Linked DNA regions of Mus musculus: all the other regions are linked to region 3. Evidence: chromatin contacts called from public Hi-C data. All regions are on one chromosome and are shown on one strand. Each heading gives the region's core, a stretch centred on a gene start, on an enhancer-like site or on the middle of the called end of the contact. The rest is flanking DNA. Distances are from core to core; before and after follow the strand shown. Region 1 overlaps Mnat1 (menage a trois 1). Region 2 overlaps Mnat1 (menage a trois 1). Region 3 has its middle 19 kb from the start of Gm51264.

Evidence for each region. Hi-C and Micro-C count contacts between places; a contact is called where the count stands out from the background.
Region 1: a Hi-C map of the C2C12 cell line shows a contact between it and region 3, with 3 times the contacts expected there. The contact joins two enhancer-like sites. A contact is called at or near these places in 9 of 484 Hi-C or Micro-C datasets (the C2C12 cell line, embryonic stem cells, liver and 3 more), 4 of 115 datasets of contacts at active chromatin or transcription factors (acute myeloid leukemia, bone marrow-derived dendritic cells, embryonic stem cells and 1 more) and 1 of 9 other capture datasets (embryonic stem cells).
Region 2: a Hi-C map of muscle stem cells shows a contact between it and region 3, with 2.6 times the contacts expected there. The contact joins two enhancer-like sites. A contact is called at or near these places in 8 of 484 Hi-C or Micro-C datasets (embryonic stem cells, muscle stem cells, nephron progenitors and 1 more) and 1 of 9 other capture datasets (embryonic stem cells).

What each region holds. Positions count from the first base shown.
Region 1 is chr12:73,198,786-73,203,006 of GRCm38.p6, reverse strand. The region is part of intron 6 of Mnat1 (menage a trois 1); the gene reads right to left. It also overlaps the pseudogene Gm51250. Among named protein-coding and RNA genes, the nearest start is that of Gm23910, 55 kb to the right of the region's middle. Within about 2 kb of position 1,261, at least 124 of the 459 cell types and tissues checked have an H3K27ac peak or open chromatin away from gene starts, as enhancers often do. A contact at or near this core is called in the C2C12 cell line and muscle stem cells, where this site is marked.
Region 2 is chr12:73,227,417-73,231,289 of GRCm38.p6, reverse strand. The region is part of intron 7 of Mnat1 (menage a trois 1); the gene reads right to left. Among named protein-coding and RNA genes, the nearest start is that of Trmt5, 57 kb to the left of the region's middle. Within about 2 kb of position 1,744, at least 24 of the 459 cell types and tissues checked have an H3K27ac peak or open chromatin away from gene starts, as enhancers often do. A contact at or near this core is called in muscle stem cells, where this site is marked.
Region 3 is chr12:73,024,337-73,028,672 of GRCm38.p6, reverse strand. No RefSeq gene overlaps it. Among named protein-coding and RNA genes, the nearest start is that of Gm51264, 19 kb to the left of the region's middle. Within about 2 kb of position 2,997, at least 40 of the 459 cell types and tissues checked have an H3K27ac peak or open chromatin away from gene starts, as enhancers often do. A contact at or near this core is called in the C2C12 cell line and muscle stem cells, where this site is marked.

The DNA.
Region 1 (4,221 bases), core at 12-2,511, 180 kb before region 3:
CCAGCCTACACCAGATAGCTGCATCATCAGCATGCTCCAAATATCATACACAAACGAGCAGGGCCGAGGCGGGAGCGGGTGCAGGGCACTTCTGTCACCACGGTGTTGTGCATGATGTTTGGATGCTAGACTAGTAGCATCTGACAGGAAGTTTGTGTTGTACCAGCGCATGCCTTGGAAAGACTTAAGTAATGCAAACGATGGTCGGGTTTTGTTTTTGTTTTATTTTTTATTTTGTTTTGTTTTTTAATCTACTGACAAGTTGCTCTAGTAACTCAAAGAAGTTAAGGAGAAAGCAGCTGCCTCACCAACCGCCCAGATATTGATTTGTTCAGATGTTTCAATGCCTCATGATACAATAAAACCACAAAAATTTTCTTAACAAAAAAAAAAAAAAAGGGAGAAATGGAATTGTATGGTTTTATTTGATAAACACCTAGGTTTAGTTACTTCATTATTGATATTTTTTAAAAAACATTTATAAAATGATTTTTCTTAAGCAATATATAAAATAGTTCTTTTTAAAACAGACTAAGGATTATTTACTTATTGTGTCTTTCTTCAAATTTGTGTATTCTAATTACCAATAGAAATTATCTTTATATATTTTATCCTCATAATTTCCTTTTAAAAAAAGAAAAAGACTAACACAGAACACTACCATTTCTTCAGCATGGCTTAATGAAAGCAGAATCAGGCTCCCTGAGATGAGAACTTGGAAGAGTACAGAAAACCAGGGCTAACTCAGGGCCTAGAAATAACAAACTCCAAGGACTCTCAGAACTTGACAGGCTAGGAAAGATCGTCTACAATCTTACTAACCTCTCAATTTTTGATTCTCTCTTTAATGATCTCTCTTCTATTTATTTGATTTATTTATTATTTATTTGATTCTCTCATCTGTCTTTGTGCATGGCTAAAGACTCACAACCTACCAGCAAAGCACTCAAGTCTACAGATGTGCCTCTCTTTGTCTCTAAACAAATCTTCTAAGTACATTTTCAGACCTAGCAATTGAAAGCACCAGACTACAAAACAAAACAAAAATTCCCTTCAACAGTCAGAGACAAAAATCTACGTTACACAGACAAAATTCTCCATATCTAATTAAGGCATAAAACCACAGTGTCTCAGAAAAGCAGACCTAGACTTCCTGTTTCATAAGACATGATTCTGACAGCAGAGACACGTGTCCTTGCTTTGGCATCAGTGAACACTGCCACAGAGGACAAGAGAAGGAAGGCTTATGCAGCCTCTCTAACTCTAGTATTTCACTCAAGAAAACAAGGCTATTTCTAAACCCTGAGGTCATCTGAGGCGCTGACATACTTTGCATTCTTGGGGTTTTTTTTTTGTTTTGTTTTGTTTTTTTGTTTTCAGCAATTCTAAAGGATTGCCAGACTGCAGTTAGTCTCATTATGAATTTAACCAGACCATATCTTCTTAGCAGAAAATTCCAGAAAAAATTAAGTAACAGACTTACTTTTACAATTCCAATTATCTATAAAATGTTATTTTATATCATTTAATGACTTATAAACTCACTAATAGTTTATAAAAGATTGTGACACTGTTAATCTATTTACAACTTAGAACAAAAGGTTCTCCCTTCCCTCCATTCTCTAAAAAGCTTAAGATTCTATAACCATTTTTTTAAATTTTGTACATCTTTTACTTAAATCATGAATGTAACTAACTCACTTGTATCAATTAGCACTGTTAACAAAAGCATTTTCCATCATGTTACAGATCAACAGGTCATGTGGAGGCATCAATCAAACACTAGCCTTTTTTTTTTAAGTCTGCTGTTATAAAGACTTCAAAAACATAAATTTCAGGTACAGACAAGAACACTGCAGAAGATCTAAATAGGTATTTTAGAATATGTACAGTTTACATAATTTATCACTAAGTTAGCATGATATACAAATATTAGCAGTAGTTACCATTGGGTTTGAAAAGTGCTTCAAATACAGCAATGTTAAGATTACATTCTTTCATCTCTGAGTCCAGCTCATTTTAGACTATCTACACTCTGAAACACTTCTTCAGACATTCAAAACACAGGACTAAGAGGTTTAATCCTCCAACACAGTAATGCCAAATAAGATATGGAAAGGATCCTATGAACAGCACACTGCAAGGTACAGTGTAAAGATGACCAAGGTTATCTGTCAGGTCCCATAGGCTTTAAGTCACAGCGCCAGAATCTGAACCCGCACAATGTGACTGTGAAGCCGTATGGCCATCACAACTCTGTCTTCTATAAATGGGGGTTCAGGTTCTACTGCTTGTACTATCCGACTAAAAAAAAAAAATGAGACTAATTATTCTCTACTACTTCTCATTCCCAACACAGATGCTCCTATGAGAAATGTACAATTCGTTACCATGTAGGACACAAGGAACTAGCTTGACAACCTTTGAGGAAAGGGTAGTGGAACTCTTCTAGAACTTGAAATAGCCAAGAAGAAGTGTAATCACTTACCATTTCCAGGAACACTGAGCTTGTATCAGAAATTGTAATTACATCTGCAGCTATAATCCCTAAACTAAAATTAGTAATTTGGAATTTAAAAAATTATTTTACAAAGCCTTATCAATGCCAATAATCTTCATTCAAAAGAGCTGTGTGCAGCACAGCAATGCAGGACCTACTACCATGCACAGCACAGCAATGCAGGACCTACTACCATGCACAATAGACTTGTTCAGAAAGGGATGGTCCTGGATCCAGTCTTGGCTGATCTCTCTCATGCTTAACCTGTTCGACACAAGAGACACACTGCTAAAATAAAACATAGCTAAACAAATAACGTGCAGGCTTGTACTTTCACTCTGCCTTCCCCCTATATCTTGTACTTAGTGAACACATCAATAACAAGTGGGGTGATTAATAATGCCCATATTGCATATATACATGCAAATGCACTCAACACTAGAACATGGTTTCTAGTCTTAAAACTTATTATACCAATTAATATACATGAAATCTAGGAACACAGGTAGTTGTAAACAATTCATTACATTGACTTTTAGTAAATATATTAAGTCTCTTCCCAGTAATAACATTTATTTTTATAGCAAAAAACTATGAATAACAAGGAAATGTTAGATAAATAAATCATTATTTATATTAGCTGTACTACCCAATTTAAATCTGTGCTTTTGATGCTCCAAATATATTATCAAGAATATGATTTGAAAGAAGAAAATTATTTACTTATGACAAAGGAAGCACCACAAACGAAAAGTCCCAACAGAATAATTTAATTGTGTTTCTGTTATATGAGTGATTTACGGTAGAAGCTCAAAATTCTCAAATGTGCAAAGTATTTCCATGTGCTTAGGACAAGAACTAGCCAAAACAAACAAGGCCGCAGAACTTTACTGTTTTATTCCCCCGCCATCTGCCACCCCCCTCTTTTCTTGCCTTTGCCTGCCTATCGTTCACAGTGACACTTACAGGAGTAAAGCAGCCGACCACCTCCAGCTGGGAGCTGGAGCTCTAGACACTGCAAGGCAGTGACACTGCCCAGTGTTTGCTGACAGAAACAGCTACAGAGAGTGTGCATTTCTTAACGCAGTGTTAAATACATTGATCTCAGACTAGTATTAATATTATCATTCAGTATTCATTAAAATAAAATGTGTAATTAAGATGATACAGACCCATAAGAAAAGCTAAAGCTTCTGATCACTGTCAACCTTACTGTCAAGTCTTACACCTGGCGGCGACCGGCTTTATTTTTATCTGACATAGAAAAGGACTCCATGAGTCCAAAATACCGCAAGGCAGGAGAAAAGAGAATTAAACAATAGCATAAAATGCCTCACAACACGAACTGAGACAGCATGTGCTCAGACAAAACCGTCACTAGCATTTCCTGTTCTCACTAGCAACAGTGCTGAAATTGTCCCTTCTCAAAGAGCTATTACTGAATCCCAGGGCCGTGAGGCTTGAGGAAAAGGCATCAAATAAGATGAATTTAGTCTCCAAGTCTAAATGTAATAAAATGTTTAAACTGCCTGCTCGTACTGAAGCCTCAAGCACATGACAGAATCGTACAAGTTGAAGCAGTGATGGGGCTACAGACACACCTCATCAACATGTGCTGTTATCAGTATGCTTTGTCAAGTATTTTGCTTTTCTTAAAAATTATCTCTTAGGTTTAAAGGAGTTTGTATAAATTACTGTTATTTCTTTGTTACATGTTTTGC
Region 2 (3,873 bases), core at 495-2,994, 200 kb before region 3:
ACAGAGACATGAGCATACAACACATATGCACACACAATTCCAAGTAATATAGATACTGTACCACCAAGAAATCGGAGAATGACTCCCCACTCCTGAAGCCTGGGAGGAGGAGGTGAGAATAATTTCACAGAAGAGAAAATCCTCAGCCTGCTGATCAAGGTTGACACCAAATGTAATGATGTCCTATTGACAATATATACCCCCCCCCCCCCCGCTTTTTGGTTTTCCTTGAGACAGGGTCTGAATATGTAGCTCTGGCTGTCCTGGAACTCACAGAGATCTGTCTGCTTCTGCCTCCCAAAGGCTAGGATTAAAGATGTGTGCCTCAACACCCAGAAAATTCTGTGTGTGTGTGTGTGTGTGTGTGTGTGTATTTTTTTTCTTCATGTGAGAAAAATGCTAACTGATTTCTATGGTATGCCTCATGAACATGTATACTCTGACCTCATTATGAAGGGTAAAGCAGATAAATGCCTATAAATGGACACTCTGCAAAATACAGGCATGCTATACTCCAGATAGTCAGGGTCATCAGGCATATGTAACTCTAAAGCATTGTCAAAGCCAAGAAGATCCCAGGAGAAAGGCTACTAAATGTATTGCAGGACCTTCGAAAAGAACCTGGAACAGAAAAAATATTAGGTAAAACTAAGGAAATCTAAAGGAAGTAGAAATTTTAGTTAACAATAACGGTAATTCTAACAAATATACTATACCAATGCTAGCTGTTAGTGGGAAGTGAGGTAGGCTATGTGTATGCTCTCAATATTAACTTTAAAACTCCAAAGCTGCTCTAATGTAATCACTCTGGGAAGGTGGGAAAAGACAGTCTCATGTTCTGGCCCAAGCTAGCATCTGACTCATTCTACACTAATTCCTTCTATTTCTACCTCCTGGGGTGTCAGGCATGAACCACCACACCTATAAAAGGCCTGTGTTTATTGTTTAATTCTAGCAGATTTTTTGTAGTAGTTTGCATAACTATATGAAGAAGCTGAACAAATAAAACCTACCCTCCCCCAATAAGAGGACTGCTGTCATATTCACACTTACTATAAAACCAAAGTATTCAGTACACCATAATTCCAGTGCTGTCAGCAAATAAAGCACGGCATCAAAGACACACATGTACGTGTGTGTGTGTGTGTGTGTGTGTAGTCAGCTCACTTCTCATTACGGCACAGATGTGCTTCAGTTCCACCATATAAATCTCCTCAATCTCCTTATGCCACTGAGAGGAGCCAGAGCTAACTCTCACCAATAAAAAACGAACTGCAAAAGAACCACAGACCTAATGATATTACACCCAAGACAACAATAAAGTGTCTAAAAGAAAACCCATGAGAAATTATTTTGACTTTGATTCAGGTAAAAATTTCATAGCTAGAACACCTAAAGCATAAGTCATAAAAGGAAAAAAAACTGCGGAAAATGGACTAGACAAAAAAGAAAATTCATACTACTTTAAGAACACTTAGGAATTGAAAGGATAAGCCACAGACTGAGAAGGTATGCTTGCCAATCATATCAGGCATATTAAATGTAGAATAGACAAAAAAAAAACCCACCCAACAAAAAAAATGAACAAAAAATCTGAGCAAACACTTCATCAGAGAGAAAACAAAAACGAAAGCAAGAAAAGCAGCAGAGCAAATGAAGAGATCCACTCAGCCTACATGTCAGTGCCACCAGTCACTAGGAAAACAAACCTATAAACACGGTACCATCACACACCTATGAAAATAGCTAAAATTTTAAAAAGACTGACTGCAACAAGTGCCAATGAGTGAGGTCACTGGACCTGGAAGACTACAAAGGGGAGAATGAACATAAAACGATGTAACCCCTTTGGAAAACGGCTGTGAGTTTCTTAAGAACTTAAATAAATAGCTATAAATGACAAAATTCTTTTACTCTTAGATATTCACTCCAAAGTAAAGAAAGCAAATATGCATATTCTGATAGAAATATTCCTATAAGACTTATTCAAAAGACCAGAGAAATTTGGAAACAACTCAAATCCTCATCACCAGGTAAGGGGACAAGCTGTGGTCCATACAAACATGGGAAGCTACTTTGCAATACAAACTAATGAATCACTGATGACTGTCTAAGTACACTATACTGACTCATACAAGTGAGACTGAAAGAAAAGCATCTATTATTTACTTTATCTGCACAATGCTAGAGGTGTAAATGAATGTATAATTCAGAAAGCACAGTGCTGGGTCTTCCTGGTGGGAAACTGAGAGGTCAGAAGGAAAAAGCACAAGTCAGAGCAGGGAACTTTCCAAGTCTACAGGCCGCTTGTTATCTTGGCTATGCTCACAAAAGCTCACCGTCCCTAGCCTTTCATCATGCGGGTAAAGATAGGATATGATAGGTTATGTTACGCTATGTTCCGTTATGTTTTGTAAAGCTACTCAAAGCTGTTTCAAAGAAAATCAAATTCATTCTATCTTGAACTCACATGTAGGTTGACTGGATCTTTTCATTTATATAAGGAAACATTATGACATCCTTGTAACTTGATTTTTACTATAGATTGAACATGCTTTATCATCTTAGAAATTGATTCAATTATTTCTCACAATGCTAAAACAAAAAAGACAGCAAAACAATAAGGATCACAATGTGATAGACTCACTTGAAAGATTACGCAATAGTTAAATGAATCACAACAATTATACCAATTCTCAGTTTCCTTAAAAAAGTTATAGCCCAGTTATGCACACCTTCGCTAGGTGGTATAAATACATTAAAGCATACTGGCTTCAGTCTCATTTAAGCTTTCAGAAAATATGCTTAACTCGGAACCTTGTTCTCAGCTCACTATTAATAAGTAAGCCACACACACAAAGGGGTGAGGGGAGTCTGTGCAGGTATAGTTATAGGAATAACAAGAATCATGTAAGTAAACACCTCAGATAGATTCACCCAGGCGAATCTTCTCAAGCTAAAAATGTAGTTAATTACTAATAATGTGTGTTTTATATGCATGTCTATGCACATGTTTATGGATGCATTTAACTGTATGTGCGCATGTGGAGGTCAAAAGTCAACACTAGGGACCTTGTTCTACCATTCACCACCATATTTTTTTTCCAGGAAAGGTAAATCTCTATTTTAACATAACAGTGTGTACACTCTTACAAGAGGGCAACACACAGTATTTTGCTATAACAACACTGTTTTAGGTCACTGTGGTAATAAAATCATAACAGCTTTAAGCTTTGATTCAGATAATATTTAGATATGAGTTTATACTATAGATAGATAGATAGATAGATAGATAATAGACTGATAGGCTGACATACACCCATACATTTAACTCATCTAATTGCTTTACCAAGTTATTTATATGACTCTAAGTATTACTCTGCTTAACACTTAAAGTTATATAAAAAACAAAACCCATTTTGATTTATAAAAGAATGCTAGAATAAATGTTTAGCTACTGTAACTACAAAGTGAGCCTACTCCCTTAGCGTAGTTGTGATGTTTAATGCCTGCATATCTATTAAGGCATTACAGTATTTCTTGACACACAAAAGGAGCTTGTTAACTTGGATTCTGTATGGTTGAAGTATTTCTCAAATATGCCTTCTTTTTATTTTATTTGCTATTTAAGACAAATTTTAATTTAAATATATTTTGATCATATTCTTCCCCTCACCCAAGTTCTTCCAGGTCCTCTTCCCCTCCCTATCTACCCAACTTAAGATCTTTCTCAAAAAATGAACAAGAACGCAATACTACAAAATCCCCCAAAATGAAGAAAACAAATTAAAACATCCCCCCAAACCAAAACAACAAACAAAACCAACAAAACACACAACAACAACAAAAATCCATGCTGTACCAAATAAAAGG
Region 3 (4,336 bases), core at 1,748-4,247:
TGATTACTTGACAGGGTTTCTCTGTGTAGCCCTGGATGTCCTGAAACTCAATTTTAGACCAGGCTGGCTTCGAAATCACATAGACCGACCTGCCTCCCAAGTGCTGGGATTAAAGGTGGACGCCACCTAAAGGTGTTCACCGTCACACTCATCTTAGTTTGTAAATTTAAAGTAGGCAGACAGCTTTGATGCCCTCCTTTCCCAGTAAATCAGAGATTTTTCTAAAGTAAACGAAACCTCTCAGACCATAGGGTATTGTTTCTATATTTTTATATTTAAGATTCCCTTTGATATGTATTGAAAGATTTTGTTGGTGTTTATTTGTGTGAATGACGAGCATATGTTTGTCTGTCCATATGCCATATGGCAGACATGTAGGGTAAAGTCATTCTTCTCTACTCTCCCTTGTGGGAACTGCATCTATCCTTGGCCATGTGGGTCTTAGGTGTTGAACTCGGAGGGTCAGGCTTGGTGGCTAGTGTTTTACCCATAGAGTTAGCTTGCTGGCCATATTTTATGTTTTTAATCAGAACCATGTCTTCATCAAAAGATTTGCCAACACATATTTAGCATCTTGAAAGCCTTACTGTGCCCAATATCTTGGCAAAATTAGTTTAAACTGTCATAATAGTTTCTTTTTACAGTACTCTAATATAGTTTTTATTTTCTTGTTAGGAGTTTGGAGTGGGTGGGGTGGGAACAGGAAATCCGCATTTGACGTTCTAGGTGACCCATGAGAACAGCCCAAGTTGGCTACTCAACTACAGTCGTTTAAAAGGGGTTTATGTAGACGTGTTTAAAACTTGTTACCCACTCAAAAGCCTATCATATTTAGCCTTTAGAAAAGAATTTCTAGTGTTACAAAAGGAGCTATTATACTCTCTATAAAGGCCTTCTAGTCTAATTCAGGAGAGGTGTAGATAAGTTTTTGGTTGAGCACGTTAATTAAACCTCAAAGGGCCAAGACTCAGGCTGAAACCAAATCTCCCGATTCTTAAAGTGTCGACACGTCAGATGGGATCACTGTAGATGCTGTGGACCTTTGCCTTGGTCGACCTCAGAAAATGCCATCAGTTTCTTCTTTCTCTCAAGGAGAAAACCTTAATCCCAGAGGTTTGTAAACAACTAGACACACAGATGTTTTTTTCTGAGTATTTAATAAACATTTTTGGGGTTTTGCCTGATGTTCTGATACAGGGCAGATTGTTCATTAAGGTTCAGGGAAGAGAACCTGGTCCCCAGGGAGGACCTGGAGGAGGGTGATCAGTCTCATGTCCCCAGTCTTGCCTTGCCTTGCCTTGCCCTGCCTTCCTTTGCCTTCCTTTGCCTTGCCTTGCCTTCCTTTGCCTTGCCTTGCCTTCCTTTGCCTTGCCTTGCCTTCCTTTGCCTTGCCTTGCCTTGCCTTGCCTTGCCTTGCCTTGCCTTGCCTTCCTTCCTTTCCCTCCTCTCTCTCTCCTCCCTCCCTCCCTTTCTCTCTCTTTCTTTTGTTTTTTTTTTTTTTTCTTCAAGACGTGGTCTCTCTACAAAGGCTGTCCTGAAACAGATCCACTTGCCTCTGTCTCCTGAGTGCTCTGGTGTTTGGCCTTTTTTTTTTTTTTCTTTTTTTTAATTATTTAAGCTGGGTGTGGTGGTGCATGCCTTTAAATCCAGCACTTGGGAGGCAGAGACTGGCAGGTCTCTATGAGTTTGAGGCCAGCCTGGTCTGCAAATAGAGTCCAGGACAGGGCTCTGTCATATAGAAAAACTCTGTCTTGAAAAACCAATCTATATATATTCCCAGTAGCCCAGGCTGGCCTCTAGCATATAATCAGTTGTCTTCTAACTCCAAAGCCCTGGGATTACAGGTTTGTACCACCATAGCTGGCTGAAGTCTTACTGACCATTCTTTTATTGCTGTTTCTATAGAATACAATTTCCCTTTGCATTCCTGTCTTTCTTCATTCACATTAAGCTATACATTATGGGTGGCACCTGAAGGAAGATAGAGGAAACAGGCACCAGTGATATGGAAGCTGCGTTTTATTCAGTTTGGTAGGAGTCGTTCCCAGCTCAGTACCCAGCTCCCAGGCAGTCCCTCACCAGGGCTTTCTGAATGGACGAAAGAGTAACATTTGGAGACACAAGACCCAGTGGATTATGGGAACATGTCTTGTGGCTTATCTGGATTCCTGCAATACCCATTTGTGTCTCCCCCACTGTTATATTTCCCCTTTCCAGTGTAAACTCCACACAGAAGAGTCAGGATGAGCCATGGACCATATTATGCCTTGGGTCATACTAACTTCCTTTAAGTTTCCCAGTAACTTCCCTTTACATTAGAATTAGGGGTAAACTTCTCAGAAGGTATTGTATGATCTCTTTCTTTCTTTCTTTCTTTTTTTTTTAAATATTTTTTCTTTTTTTTAAGATTTATTTATTTATTTATTTATTTATTTATTTATTTATTTAATGAAAGTACACTGTAGCTGTCTTCAGACACTCCAGAAGAGGGCACCAGATCTTGTTAAGGATGGTTGTGAGCCACCATGTGGTTGCTGGGATTTGAACTCAGGACCTTCGGAAGAGCAGTCAGTGCTCTTAACCGCTGAGCCATCTCTCCAGCCCGTATGATCTCTTTCTTATCTTATTTCATGCTCCACTTGAGCCCAGTGAGAACAGGCTGGCCTTGAACTCACCGAGACCTGCCTGCCTTTGCTTCAATTAAAGGTGCACATCACCATGCCTGCCAAACTTTCTACAAGTGCTTTAAATAGGTTGAAGTCCTCCACTCCACGAGGACTTTACAGGCCCACGTGTCCTCTAACTCTTGTGATCACTCTGCTCTCTCCTGCCCCAGTTGAAGGGTTAACCTCCCAGAACGGCCTTTTCTCTAAGGTCTAAGTATAGCAGCTCCGGGTAGAGGCGATCCTGAAACCATAATCCAAACTAGATAGGACAGGGAGCTGGCTCTCGCTGTTACCCGTCAGGCAGTCTGCTGAAGCCTAAGATGTTCTCTGTGTTGATGTCATCCTCAGGTTGGCTGCAAGCCTGCTGAAGCAGTTCCAGGCACTGCATCGGGTTACAGCTGCATCCAGAGGGACAAAAAAATCTTGCTCTTCCTTGTGTGCTCTCCTGAGGGAAGAAGCCGTTCCAGAACTCCCCTCTCTAGCAGACTTTTCATGTCTCCATGGCTAGAATGGAGTCACATACAAATTTCTACCGTGGTGGGGAGGGGGTTGTTATTGATCCTGACTATAGGTTCCGGTTCCATTTCATGTGTTGGGTACATCGGGCAGTTTTGCAATCTAGAGATTTCTCAGAGTGATCTTTTAGCTTTAAACCACTGGAACCAACTATAGAGTGCAATACTTATCAAAATTACTAAATTTGTGGCATATTAATATATGATGTCTTCTTGATTACAACTAGATTTTTTTTTTCCCAAGACAGGGTTTCTCTGAGCAGCCCTGGCTGTTCTGGAACTCACTCTGTAGACCAAGCTGTCCTTGAACTCAGAGATCTGCCTGCTTCTGCCTTCTGAATGCTGAGAGTCAAGGTATCCCCCACCCCTGCCCAGCACAATTAGATTTGAATAATACTGGTTGGATTAATAAGCATTAAGAATTATTTTAAGGGGCTGGAGAGATGGCTCAGTGGGTAAGAGCACTGATTGCTCTTCCAGAGGTCCTGAGTTCAATTCCCAGCAACCACATGGTGGCTCACAACCACCCGTGATAAGATCTGACGCCCTCTTCTGGTGCATCTGAAGACAGCTACAGTGTACTTATAATAAATAAATAAATAAATAAATAAATAAATAAATAAATCTTTTAAAAAGGTTACTTTAAGAGAGTGATAGGCATAAATAATGTTTTGAGATAGTTTTTAAACAACTATAATGTGGGTCTAGAGTGATGGCTCAGAGTTTAAGAGCACTGGCTGCTCTTCTAGGAGTCCTGAGTTCAATTTCCAGCAACCACATGGTGGCTCACAAACATCTGTAATGGGATCTAATGCCCTCTTCTGGTATGTCTGAAGACAGCTACAGTGTTACTCATGTACATGAAAGAAATATATATTAAAAATATATAATGTGACTTGAATATATCTGCAACTTATGTCAGTGGCAAAGGTACAAGCTTTTTGCACTTGGTTTGCTGGCTTTAGCAATAGAAAAAATGTTATGTTTTGGGGAGAAGTTACTTAAAATATGCATGGAGTTTCCCTCTCATTTGATACATGGATACTCTGACCTTCATCCTGGGTTCCAGTGCCTGGTCTAGATGAGTTGATGTTCGAGGAATGATGGGGCCTGGTGGTACAGGCTTATAATCCTGGCTACTTGGGGTACTGAGGA